Linked DNA regions of Capra hircus: region 2 is linked to region 1. A link is a contact called in public Hi-C data. All regions are on one chromosome and are shown on one strand. Each heading gives the region's core, a stretch centred on a gene start, on an enhancer-like site or on the middle of the called end of the contact. The rest is flanking DNA. Distances are from core to core; before and after follow the strand shown. Region 1 overlaps LOC102172278 (ubiquinol-cytochrome-c reductase complex assembly factor 1). Region 2 holds the start of GDF5 (growth/differentiation factor 5).

The links. A called contact is a pair of places that touch in the nucleus more often than the background predicts.
Region 2: a Hi-C map of liver shows a contact between it and region 1, with 4 times the contacts expected there. The contact joins the promoter of GDF5 here to the enhancer-like site in region 1. A contact is called at or near these places in 2 of 5 Hi-C or Micro-C datasets (blood and liver).

The regions. Positions count from the first base shown.
Region 1 is chr13:64,147,888-64,153,771 of ARS1.2, reverse strand. LOC102172278 (ubiquinol-cytochrome-c reductase complex assembly factor 1) reads left to right here. Exons shown (of 10, transcript XM_005688494.3): 8 at 1,303-1,380; 9 at 4,559-4,672. Among named protein-coding and RNA genes, the nearest start is that of FAM83C, 18 kb to the right of the region's middle. Within about 2 kb of position 2,996, at least 4 of the 5 cell types and tissues checked have an H3K27ac peak or open chromatin away from gene starts, as enhancers often do.
Region 2 is chr13:64,253,900-64,259,783 of ARS1.2, reverse strand. GDF5 (growth/differentiation factor 5) reads left to right here and starts at 3,016. Exons shown (of 2, transcript XM_018057760.1): 1 at 3,016-3,941. The coding sequence starts at 3,317.

The DNA.
Region 1 (5,884 bases), core at 1,747-4,246:
CACATGGCCCATAACAGGTGCTCAGTAAATGGAGAAGATGATGGTGGGCAACAGTCATGGTTGTTAAGCACAAATTTTATTCTCCATATAAAGTTCCAAATGACTGGGTTGTTTCTTTTTTTTTTTTTTTTCCCAGTTCTTCTTTTTTTTATTTTTTAAATTTTAAAATCTTTAATTCTTACATGCGTTCCCAAACATGAACCCCCCTCCCACCTCCCTCCCCACATGGGTTGTTTCTTAAACTTGTGAATTTAAATAGTCAACGAGTCCTTTCTGTGTATTACGTTTGACACCAGGTTTTCTGCTGGGATGCCAGAGAGGAGTGAAACATGGACCCCTTTCTTTAAGCATATTCCTGGAGGTCAGATTCCCAGAGTCAAAGTGTCATCCTGTAGAAGAGGTTTCGTGAACTGCACTCTGGGTTCCGCAGGCTCACCTGGCTGTTCTCTGAGAGGAGCTCTGCCTGAGGCTCCACAGTCTCACTGACATTGCATTTCTGGAACAGTCCGTTCACATGAACAGTCTCACTGTTCAGTCCATCCTGTTCTCCTCCACTCTTCACAGCCTCAGGGGCTCGCCTTTCTCCTCGGCATCTCACGCACAGCCCGGCCTCTCTTCCTCCTCTTCCCACCTCTGGCCACTTTGCTTGTGCTTTCGCTGCAGCAGACTCCTTTCTGTTCCTGCCCGTTCACCCTTCCTCATTTTCTTTCCTGCCCCTGCACCTTGTACAGCTTATTCCCTGTGTCTCGAATGTCCTCTTTCCTACCCGCTAGCTGTCTCGTCAGACTCCTCTTCCTCTGAGGTCCAGTGAAACATCGCCTCCTTAGAGAACTTCCCAGCAGCACCACCCCCCTCCCCTGCCCCAAGCAGAGACCATTTGTACTAAAATTTACTTATCACTCCCCACTTTGGGGATAGAATTTGAGGTAACATGTTGCAGTGTGATTTTTTTTTTTTATTAATACAGGTCTGTTTTTACTAGACAATGTGCTTCTCCAGTCAAGAAGCCGTTTCTTTTTCTTTGTGTTCATAGGATCCAGCACAGAGCCTGACACATAGTCGGGGCTTAGTTCATAAAACTGAGTACTGCTTTGTATAATTCAGGACCAAAGTCTAAAAGAAGTTGTCAAATTGGGGAGAATCCCAACAGAGCAGGGAAATAGGAGGATGGGGCAGGAGTTTGACCTGTTAGGAGCCTTCTTTCTCAGTTCTGCTGTCTGTGTCAGTCAGGAGCCAAAAACCATACTTTATAGTTTTTTTCCTTTATTTTATACTTTTGTTTTTGCCATTTTGTTTCTGTAGGTTAATTCCTATATCCTGAAGAAGAACATGATGCTTATGACAAATAATTTCTATGCCGCAATCTTAGGATATGATGAGGTAAGATGGTTTACCAAGCCTCAGACAGAACAGTGGCCTCCCCCAACAAAGGCTGTTGATGAGAACTTCTGAAAGAAGCTTCAGGGGCCGTCGTCACTGCCTGCCATTATTTTACTGTGTTACTTCGTATTTTACTATTTCCTCACCTTCATTGACTCAGCAACCAGAATGAATGTGCCCAGAAGTTTGTCTAGTACTTGAGAAAGAAAGCACTACGTAGTATGGTCAGATCATTCAACTAGCCGGCATTTATTGAGTGCCTGTGGGGTGCTGGATGAAGGGACACAGGCAGATGGGTCAATATCTCAGCCCCAGATGCTCCAGAGAGAAGAAGGCACGCCCATATCAGCAGCACAGTCTGCCGGACAAGTCACACACTTTTGGGGGCTTCAGTTATAAAAGCAGTACACACTCATTTGAAAATTCATGAAACTGTGCCTAAATGGTTGAAATAGAAAATAGAAGGCCCCCTTTCTTGCCTGCCCAGCTCCCTGCCCCAGAGGAAAACCTTGTTAATAGTTTATTGGGTGTCCTTACAGATGTTACCTGTACATACACAAGCACCTATGGATTTGTTTTCTTTATGCAAATGAAAGTTATACTGTGCTCACCATTCTGTAACTTGCTTTTTTTAACTGAGCAATATATCTTGGATGTCCTACCTAATGACATTTAGATCTGTCTCATTTTTTATTGCAAAATTTATATAACATAAAATTTACCATTTTAAAGTGTACATTTTAGTGGCGTTGAGTATATTCACGTTGAGCAGCCATGACCACCAGCCGTCTCCAGAACTTTCTCTGATCTTCCCAAATAGAAACTCTGTGCCCAGTAAATAATAAATACTATTCTATTCTCCGCTCCTCCCAGCCCCTGGGCCACTAGCCTACTTCCAGGGTCCTCCAGGGCCGTTGGCTTCCCCTCAGTTCCTCTAGACCTAGGCATCTCAATTTCTGGAAGGATGCTTTTTTTGTTTCGTGAGGGAAAACAAGTCGATATCCTAGTAGACTGTGGGAAAACTATTATGCAAACTAATTTTTGCCTTCTAGGCACCCATTTTTTTCCTGCTTCCTCCCTCAGACCAGTCTCCCATTTGTCTTCAGCTTACTAACATTGTGGTGGGAAGAGGGCTGAAATGGGGCTCGCTGAGCTATTCAGCCGCTTGTATTGTGCTCCTGCTCTGTGCCAGCCACCACGTCCTGACTCAAGCTGGTCAGCGCCATCCCGTGACCTCACATCAACCACCTTCGCTTGAGAACCTCTGAGTGCACTTATCTTCCCAGCCAGGGTAACAGTTTCCACCTGGTCATCAGAGCCAGGTGTGGCAAGAAACTCTTGACGGTCTGGACCAGTCACGTTGCTATCATTGTTAATCTGAGTTCTGAGTCATCCTTTTCCTCCTAGTTGATTATAGACTTGCCCCTTCCCAGCCATCTCGCCCATCGCCGAGGCTGTCTGCGGCAGGCCCTGGCTCCGGGGGCTTTTGCTGTCCTGTGCTCTGGGCTCGTTTTCTAAGTCCTCATAATACTCGCTCCCACTCCTGTTCCCTCTCGTGTAGCACACATGAGTTGCTGCCAGCAGCACTCCGGCATGTGCCCAGGGCACTTCAGACACAGGCAGGCTGTTGTGTTAGCAAATAGCTTGGAGAACGGTGATGTGCCCGAGCTTGTTCTTGGCTCCTGTCCCCATCTGCCGGAAGAAGTTGGTTTTCCCGACTCAGCCATTGTGCCAGGACAGTCTCTTAAGCTGTGGAATTGTAGGGGTGTTTAGCAAGGGGGCATTTGAGACAGGTGAACAGTCTTTCCTTCAAACTGCCCGTACTCCCTACTGGACATGGCCCTTCTGGCAGCAGACCTAAGGCCAAACCTCAGGTACCACAGTGCCCCGGGGGTCTGACCACAGCAGGACATCGAATAAGTGATCCTGGCTCTTTGTGTAATGTCCTTACCACTTATAGAGCCTTTCATGACCATTGTCTCTTAATTTGTGGCACAGGTGTTATTTTGGTCGTTCAGGTTATGAGAAACCAGGGATCAGGAAGAGCTAGTGGCTTTCCAAAGGGCACACAGCTGCCAAGTGACGGAGCTGCCATTTGAATTCGGGCTGTCCGATCCCCAGATCCCACTGTTGCTTCAGTTCTGTTCACAGCTGCACGCCGAAGCCTAATCTTCGTGTCACACTGCACAAAACACCTTTATGTTCTCTCTTATAATTCAAAGGTGCTATAAGGAGGGCAGGGATTTTAGTCTCTGTTTAACAGATGGGAAGGTTGAGACTTGGGTTTAATAAATTGCCCACCATCTCTGAGCTGGGGACTGACAGGGCCAGGATAAGATCTGGCCTTCTAGCTGACTTCCAAGGCCCAGTCAGCACTTCCTCTGGTTCCACATGCTGCCTTGGCACCTGGACAGAGCAACTTCTCAGGGCCTGTCCCTCAGTCACCCTTGCTCAGGAAGAAGGACCCTCTCCTCTCCTTCCTCAGAGCTCCAAGCTAGAACATGGCCCTAGTCCATGATGCAGGCCTCTGTGATATTTGGGCTTCCCAACAGCGTGCTCTCTGCTGTGCCAGGACAGCCGATGGTCGGCACACACAGGTTCTGAGCACTCCCCTGTGGCCCGTGGCAGTCCTGCCGGACAGCCTGTTCCTCTGCTGTGGAGGAGGCCGGGCCACCCCAGAGCTGGGTGACAGGGAGGCCAAGGTGCTGGGCTCCCGTCCCCAAAGACCTAGTTGCTGTGCAGATGTGTGTCCTTGGACCAGGAGAGGAAAACCTGTAACACTCTGTTCTTAGGAGGAAGCGTACACTCACAATACGGGGAATCCATTCCTTGTGGACGGCGCTGGAACTGCTGCTGCTCCCACCTCTCCTTGCGGGTGTTGGCTGGGCCTGGCAGTGCTGTAGGCAGCTGTGGCCCAGGAGGGCCCATCAGACACGACCCCGTCTCTGCCTCCACCTTTTTATCCAGCCGCTTGGCCCCTCTGGGTCCCACATTCTTCCTCTGTATTGAATGAAGGGGGAGGCCACGTGCCCTCTCAGGCCCCTCCCAGCTCTGCCACGCACTTGCCCTGTTTCCTCTGAGCCGATCCTAGGGTTGCTCGCATGTTTGCGATATCCCCAGCTTCTGACTCCTGGCTCTGCCGTTCACCCCAAAAGACCAGTTGTGCTGTGTGTTCCAGGGAATCCTTTCAGATGACCGCGGGCTGGCAGCCGCCCTCTGGAGAACCTTCTTCAACCAGAAATGCGAAGACCCTCGGCAACTTGAATTGTTGGTAGAGTATGTGAGGAAACAGGTGAGCAGCCCCTCCCCTCCCCTCCAGAGTCTCCCGGACAGCAGGTCCTTCCTGAGGTCTGTGGGTGCTGGACTTCAGAGGGTCATGAGAGGTTGAGTTCCCAGACTCCAGTCTGAGGGAATTCTGACCAAATCATGTCAGCAGCGGGCACGGACAAAGAGCGTCTTCTGGGAGACACAGGTTTTCGAGGCAGAAGCCTGACGTGTCTCTCTTTGCCTGGCAAAGCAATAAGGCTCTCCTTTTCTACTTCACTGACCCCCTCCCCAGAAAAAAAAAGAGCCCCTTCTTTGCATCCAGTCATGAGCCAGGTCAGGGGGCGGGGAGTAGGAAAAGAAGAACAAGGGCAGAGTGGCCTGCTGCTTTCATAAACCTGCAGGTGTTCATTCACCACACACTCTGCTGTCTGCTGTGTGCCCAGGGCTATGCTGGATCCTGGGCGCACACAGTCCGCTTGTAAAGCCACAGCCGGGGGTGCAGAGCAGCTTCCCTGTCCCAGCAGTCCTCCTGGGCCCACTTTGAACCCCTGGCTTCTAGCAGAATTGGGCTCCAGACAGCATCCCATGATCCTCTCCCCACTGGGTGCTGCCACCTGTCGTCAAGCAGGGTTCCCCCACTTCATCCCTCACTCCTCTGGCTGCCCAGGGCTCCCAAAGCTTCCAAGAGAGAGCTCTCGAGTGAGGACTGCTTAACTACATAGTTTCCCTTGAGTCCAGGGAGAGTTCACTCCTGTTCTCTCTGCCCCCTAATTCTGTATTGCTGAGAAATCCATATGTTAGAGACGAGGGAGCTGAGTGTCAGGCAAGAGGCACATGTAGGCTTTTCCAGGGTCGCCCAGTGAGTCAGGCTGCACAGCTGGGTGATTCATGCGGCCACTAGAGGCTCAGCTGCTCCAGACAGCTCATCAGCTCAGCCTGTCCCATGAGTCACACCTTTGCTTTGTGGGCCTGGCCCCTGGACCTGAAGGGGCCTCACCTCACAGTCATTCCCTTATTCACCTGTGTCCATGGCCTGCAAGCCTCCAACAGCCAGGAAAGGGAAGACCAGGCTCTGGCCCCGAGGAGAAGACAGGGCCAGCAGGCCCAGCTGGGTGATCACTGGAAAAATTACATACTAGGGCTCTTCAGACCCAAGGGTAGAGAACCCCAGAAGCCAGGACTTCTGTTTGACCGTTCTTCAAATCTGCCAGAGCCGGGAAGAAGGCAGTGTGGCCAG
Region 2 (5,884 bases), core at 1,767-4,266, 110 kb before region 1:
TGCATGGTATGTGGGATTCCCTGACCAGGGATCAAACCTGCACCCCTTACATGGGAAATATGGAATTTTAACCACTGGACTGCCAGGGAAGTCCCAGGGATGCCCTGATGGTTTGTTTTATTCATCCCTTCATTTATTCACTCCCTCAAGCTTACAAAGTACTTAATAAGTGGTGAGACAGAATCCTTCCCTTTAGGGAACTCAAGAGTCTGGCAGGGAAAGCACAATATGTCTAAAAGTAACTATACCTGAAAGTAGAAAATTGTGACTTTGGTATATAAGGGCTGGTTAGAAATCCATTCATCCACATGACACATTGAGAATCTGCCATGTGCTGGGCCCTATACCCAGGCCCGGGAATAATTGAAAGATAAATATGGTGTCATCTAGTCATAATCTAATGGGGTAGGCATGTATGTAAATAAATTATTACTGCCCTAAGGAATTAGGCTATGATTTTTAAAATATGAAAAAAGGACACAGAGTAGAAGAAATGACCTGTGTCTGAGATGGGAGTGGTTTAGAGGCAGAGCTGGATAATTTTGTGTGCCAAAGTGGAAAGGGTGCACAAAATGTGTGATGGCAATTCAGAAGTGTGTATTTTCTGGTGGAAGAGGGAAGGCTTCATGGAGAGGGCAAACAAGTTGGCACTTTTTGATGGGCAGTTTTTGGGGAGGGAGGTGGGAGAGCAGTCTGGAAGCCAGTTCTAAGGGAATTCTCTAAGGACAGGTTGTGAAGGACTGCAAGGATGTGGGGGTGGAAAGCAGAAAGGAATGCCAGAGATGATGGCTTAAGTGGGACAAGTCAAAAGGGAAGCCAAGTGTTGGGCGACTGGAGGGACAGGAAGGGATTCAGCTCTTCTTCAGGTGAAAGTGTTAGTTCCTTAGTTGTGTCCAGCTCTTTCCAATCTCCTGGACTGTAGCCTGCCAAGCTCTGTGCATGGAATTCTTCAGTTAAGAATACTGGAGTGGGTTGCCATTTCCTTCTCCAAGCGATCTTCCTGACCCAGGAACTGACCCCGGTCTCCTGCATGGCAGGCAGATTCTTTACCATTTGAACCACCTGGGAAGCGCTCAGCTTTTCCTTTTTTCAAAAATTTTTATCACTCAATTTTATCTGAATGGAATCATTACCCTTAATTCTTATTTTATAAGATTTTAAGAAATAATCATTTCCTACAGTATTTAACTTAGAGCTTACGTGTGCATGCTCAGTCGTGTCCGACTCTTTGCAGCCCCACAGACTGTAGCCCACCAGTCTCCTCTGTCCATGGGATTTCCCAGGCAAGAATACTGGAGCGGGTTGCCACTTACTTGACCGTCTCAGCTCTTCCTTAAAGCTCCTGCAAAGGAGTGTCTGGCGGTGCGTTGATTCTTTGAGATGGGGAGGTAGAGCTCTCCTGGGGTTTCTGACCTAGGAGCACCAGATGAAGCTTCAAGAGGCCAAATTATGTAGCTGTGCTCTGAGGATCAGTGAGGATCTGGACATATAACAGTGAAAACGTTGGCTGGGCACCTGGACACCCCAGCCATGAGTTTTATCTTCCTTCATTCATGGAATGCGTACTGAGCTTCTATTCTGTGCCAGGTGTGCTAGGAAACCAATCTGGTGACCTCAGAGTACAAACAGATCTCTATCAGGCAGGCTCAGAGAATCTAGGGTTAAGAAAGAAGCCTAAAAAATAAATAAAATAAAGGGACTTCTCTGGGGGTCCAATGGTTAAGACTGCGCTTCCACTGCTGGGGGCACGGGTTTGATTCCTGGTGGGGGAACAGAGATCCCACATGCCACAAGGCAGGGCTAAAAATAAAAATTAAAGAAAGAAGGAAGCCTACCTGATGACTGCTTCTGCCACTTCTATTTCTCTCACAGTCTGTTGCAGTGAAATATTCAAAAAGGGGTAATTGGTTCTGTTTAGGGATCTGGGAAGGCTTCCTGGTGGAGGTGAATTTTCAGCTGAAGCTCTCAGGATAAGAGGTTCCTCCTGTCGTGGGAGTAAAAGGAGGATGTTCCAGGTAAAGGGAACAGTTTCCCCGCTTGAGCCAGCTGGAGTTCAGACTTCTTCCAGAGCTACTAATACCAGAAAAGCACTGTGTGGGAATCATTTTTCCTGCCTCCTGCAGGGGCCGCTGCTGCCCCAGGCTGGGGCTGCCACATCTGGGACTCAGCCAGTCCCTCACAACAAAACTGAGCCTGTCTTTGCTGGGGTGGCGGTGAGGTATAGACACTCTGGACGTGTCTCCATCCAAGGAGTGGGCTCGGGGGCGCCCCCCAAAGCCTGGAGAAACCATCTGAGCTCAGTCAGTGGCATTTGGGGGAGGGGTGTAGTGGGTACCGATATTTTTCTGGCTCTGGGTCACCACAAGTTTATTAAAATAAAAGAAACTGTGGGTGAATTCTGCCATCTGTGCTGCCCTCCCCCCCACCCCCGACACCAACAACAGAACAGGTCCCAGACTAGATGTGAAGGTTGCTTTAAAAACACCCCAAGGACTTAACTGAAAACCCACACTCTCATGCCTCTGGGGTTTAAGATCTTTGAATCTATTCCTTAGCATCTCTCCTTGGGAAGGTGGGGTGGGCCGTGATGTGGAGGTGAAGACCCCAGAGTCTGCTCCATGGGACTGAAAGTCTCCCCCCACCACCCCGCTCCATTCTAGAATCCCCCCACGGGGCTCTGTGCCAAGAGCCCCCGTGAGCCATGGCCTCAGAGGGCAGCGGTGATTTTTTTCACATAAATATATCACACTTAAATGAGTTTAGACAGCATGACATCAGAGAGTAATTAAATTGGTTTGGGTTGGAATTCCGTTTCCAATTCCTGAGTTCAGGTTTGTAAAAGATTTTTCTGAGCACCTGCAGGCTTGTGTGTGTGTGTGTGTGTGTGTGTGTGCGCGCGCGCGCGCGAGTGTGTGTATTTTCACTGGAAAGGATTCAAAAGTTAGCAGCATTACGCCATTCTTCCTTCTTGGAAAAATCCCTGAGCCTTATACAAGCCTCCTTCAGGCCCTCGGTCAGTTGTGCAGGAGAAAGGGGGCGGTCGGCTTTCTCCTTTCAAGAACGAGTTATTTTCAGCTGCTGACTGGAGACGGTGCACGTCTGGATAGGAGAGCATTTCCACTATGGGACTGGATACAAACACATACCCGGCAGACTTCAAGAGTCTCAGACTGAGGAGAAAGCCCTTCCTTCTGCTGCTACTGCTGCTGCCGCTGCTTTTGAGGGTCCGCTCCTTTCATGGTTTTTCCTGCCAAACCAGAGGCACCTTCGCTGCTGCCGCTGTTCTCTTGGGCATCATTCAGCGGCTGGCCAGAGGATGAGACTCCCCAAACTCCTCACACTCTTGCTTTGGCACCTGGCTTGGCTGGACCTGGAATTCATCTGCACTGTGTTGGGTGCCCCTGACTTGGGCCAGAGACCCCAGGGGGCCAGGCCAGGACTGGCCAAAGCAGAAGCCAAGGAGAGACCCCCTTTGGCCCAGAACATCTTCAGGCCAGGGGGTCACAGCTACGGTGGGGGGGCCACCAATGCCAGGGCCAAGGGGGGCACTGGGCAGACAGGAGGCCTGACACAGCCCAAGAAGGATGAACCCAAAAAGCTGCCCTCCAGATCGGGTGGCCCTGAACCCAAGCCAGGACACCCTCCCCAGACAAGGCAGGGGGCCACGCGGACGGTGACCCCAAAAGGACAGCTTCCTGGGGGGAAGGCACCCTCAAAGGCAGGCTCTGTCCCCAGTCCCTTCCTGCTGAAGAAGGCCAGGGAGCCTGGGTCCCCGCGTGAGCCCAAGGAGCCGTTCCGCCCGCCCCCCATCACGCCCCACGAGTACATGCTCTCGCTGTACAGGACGCTGTCCGATGCTGACAGAAAGGGAGGCAACAGCAGCGTGAAGTTGGAGGCTGGCCTGGCCAACACCATCACCAGCTTTATTGACAAAGGGCAAGGTGAGGGGGCGGGGTGGCCGGGGCACAGCTCAGAGGGAGGGGCATCTGCATGCATGGAGGGGGTTTTAGAGGCCAGACACTGCACTGGGGGGAGATGGTGTGTGCTTCTGGCCCGGGGCGGTATCTGGGATTAACCTCACCCACGCCAGGTCCCAGGCTGCTGGTATGTCAGAGCCAGATGGCACCTGGGGATCCCCAAGTGCAATTCCTGCAAGATGTGGAGGGGGTTCCTGAAGCCTGGGAAGGAGACAAGCCCTGCCGGTTGGTGGCAGAATTGAGGACCAGCCTCTTAAACTCTTAATTACCAGGCCACACTCTGTTCTTACTGAGTTGGTCAGACTTTCTAGGCTGCACAGGGTTGTAGGTTTTCTTGGATGGCAGAGAGAGAAACGAATCTCAGAAGCCCATGGTTCTGCCACTTTCCCTTCAGGCAAGGGGGCAGAGAAGGTAAGACAGGTGAAGGCAGGAAATGAGGCATCTTGGAGTCAGGGAATTATCTTCAGATATATGGGGTGGGGTGAACAACAGACCTGGGCTCTAACTCACAGTGTGACCTTGGGACAGCCCCTTCTCCCTCTGGGGTCTCAGTTTCCCCATCAGTACAACTCTGTGGAGGTTGGATGGGGTGACTTCTGAGAGCCCTTCCAATATGAAAACTTTATGTCCTGTCCTAGACACAGATCACTTTTTATCATGAACCCAGGAGACAATCTGCTCCCCTCATTTCACATTTCTGCCCTCCTTGTCCCCTCAACTTGCCATGTGATTTCAGCAAGTCCTTTCCCCTCTCAGGGCCTGAGTTTATCCATAAGAGTGAAGAAGGAGGTTGACCTGATGGCTAGGGTTGCTGGCAGCTCGTGTGTGTTGGTTCTGGGAGTCTTGGGACTTTGGCTGGCAGGGTGGGGGAGGGGTCAGAGAGGGGAAGAGGCTCCTCATTAGAGCTGGCCAGTGGGGGAGTGACAGAGGGCGGGGGAGGCACAGAGGCAACGGGTCTGCTGAGGTGGGGGAGGTGGTCTGGCTGCCTGCCCAGCCAGAGAAAGCTGTGACCCCTCGGGGAATCATAAAGTAAGTCCTTGTGCCCCCCAGCTCTGAGGGAGCTTGGAGGGGGAGAGGTGGGGAGTTTAAAGGCCTAATTAGTCCCCTTCTAGAGCAATATTATGAGTGCTTCCCAATGGCAAATTGGTATTTAGGAAGGAGGGCGTGTGATTTGGACATACCACTGAGCTTCTTGTACACATGCAGAGCCTTATGTTTGTACATACATGGTGAATCACACTCACACACACACATACACAATGTGCACACGCTCGCCTGACATATACACACAGAACTTTCTTACACATATACAGACACATATATTGGGTTGGCCAAAAAGTTTTTTTGGGGTTTTCTGTACCATTTAATAGAAGAAATCAAAAGAACTTTTTGGCCAACCCAATACGTACATACCCTTCACATAGTCACACAAGCTCAATCATACATGCATATAACCTGTCACTCAAATATGCATTACTTTCCATACTCACATGTGGACCCAGTCATACATATATATACACAAACTGTCATTCACACACACACACTCACATACCAAGCAGAGTAAGAAACATACACCACAAATCATTAGACTAGCCAGGAAAATTGGATCATAGACCAGTTTGGTCATTAACTTGCTGTGTGACCTTAGGCAAGTCACTCTCCCTCTCTGTGCTTCATCTGTGAAACAAGAGCACTAAGATCTTCTTTAAGGCATAGTACAGTAGAAGCAGCTCAGGATCAGGCATAACAAGTTCTAGGCTGGAGTTCCAACCGTGCTTTTTGCCAGCTGGGTGACCTTGAGCAAGTTACCTAACTTCTCTGAGCCTCAAGTTCCTCCTCTGGAAAAACAGAAGAGGTGATTATAATGATCACCCTGCCTCTCTTACCAAAGAGATATCATACTGGAT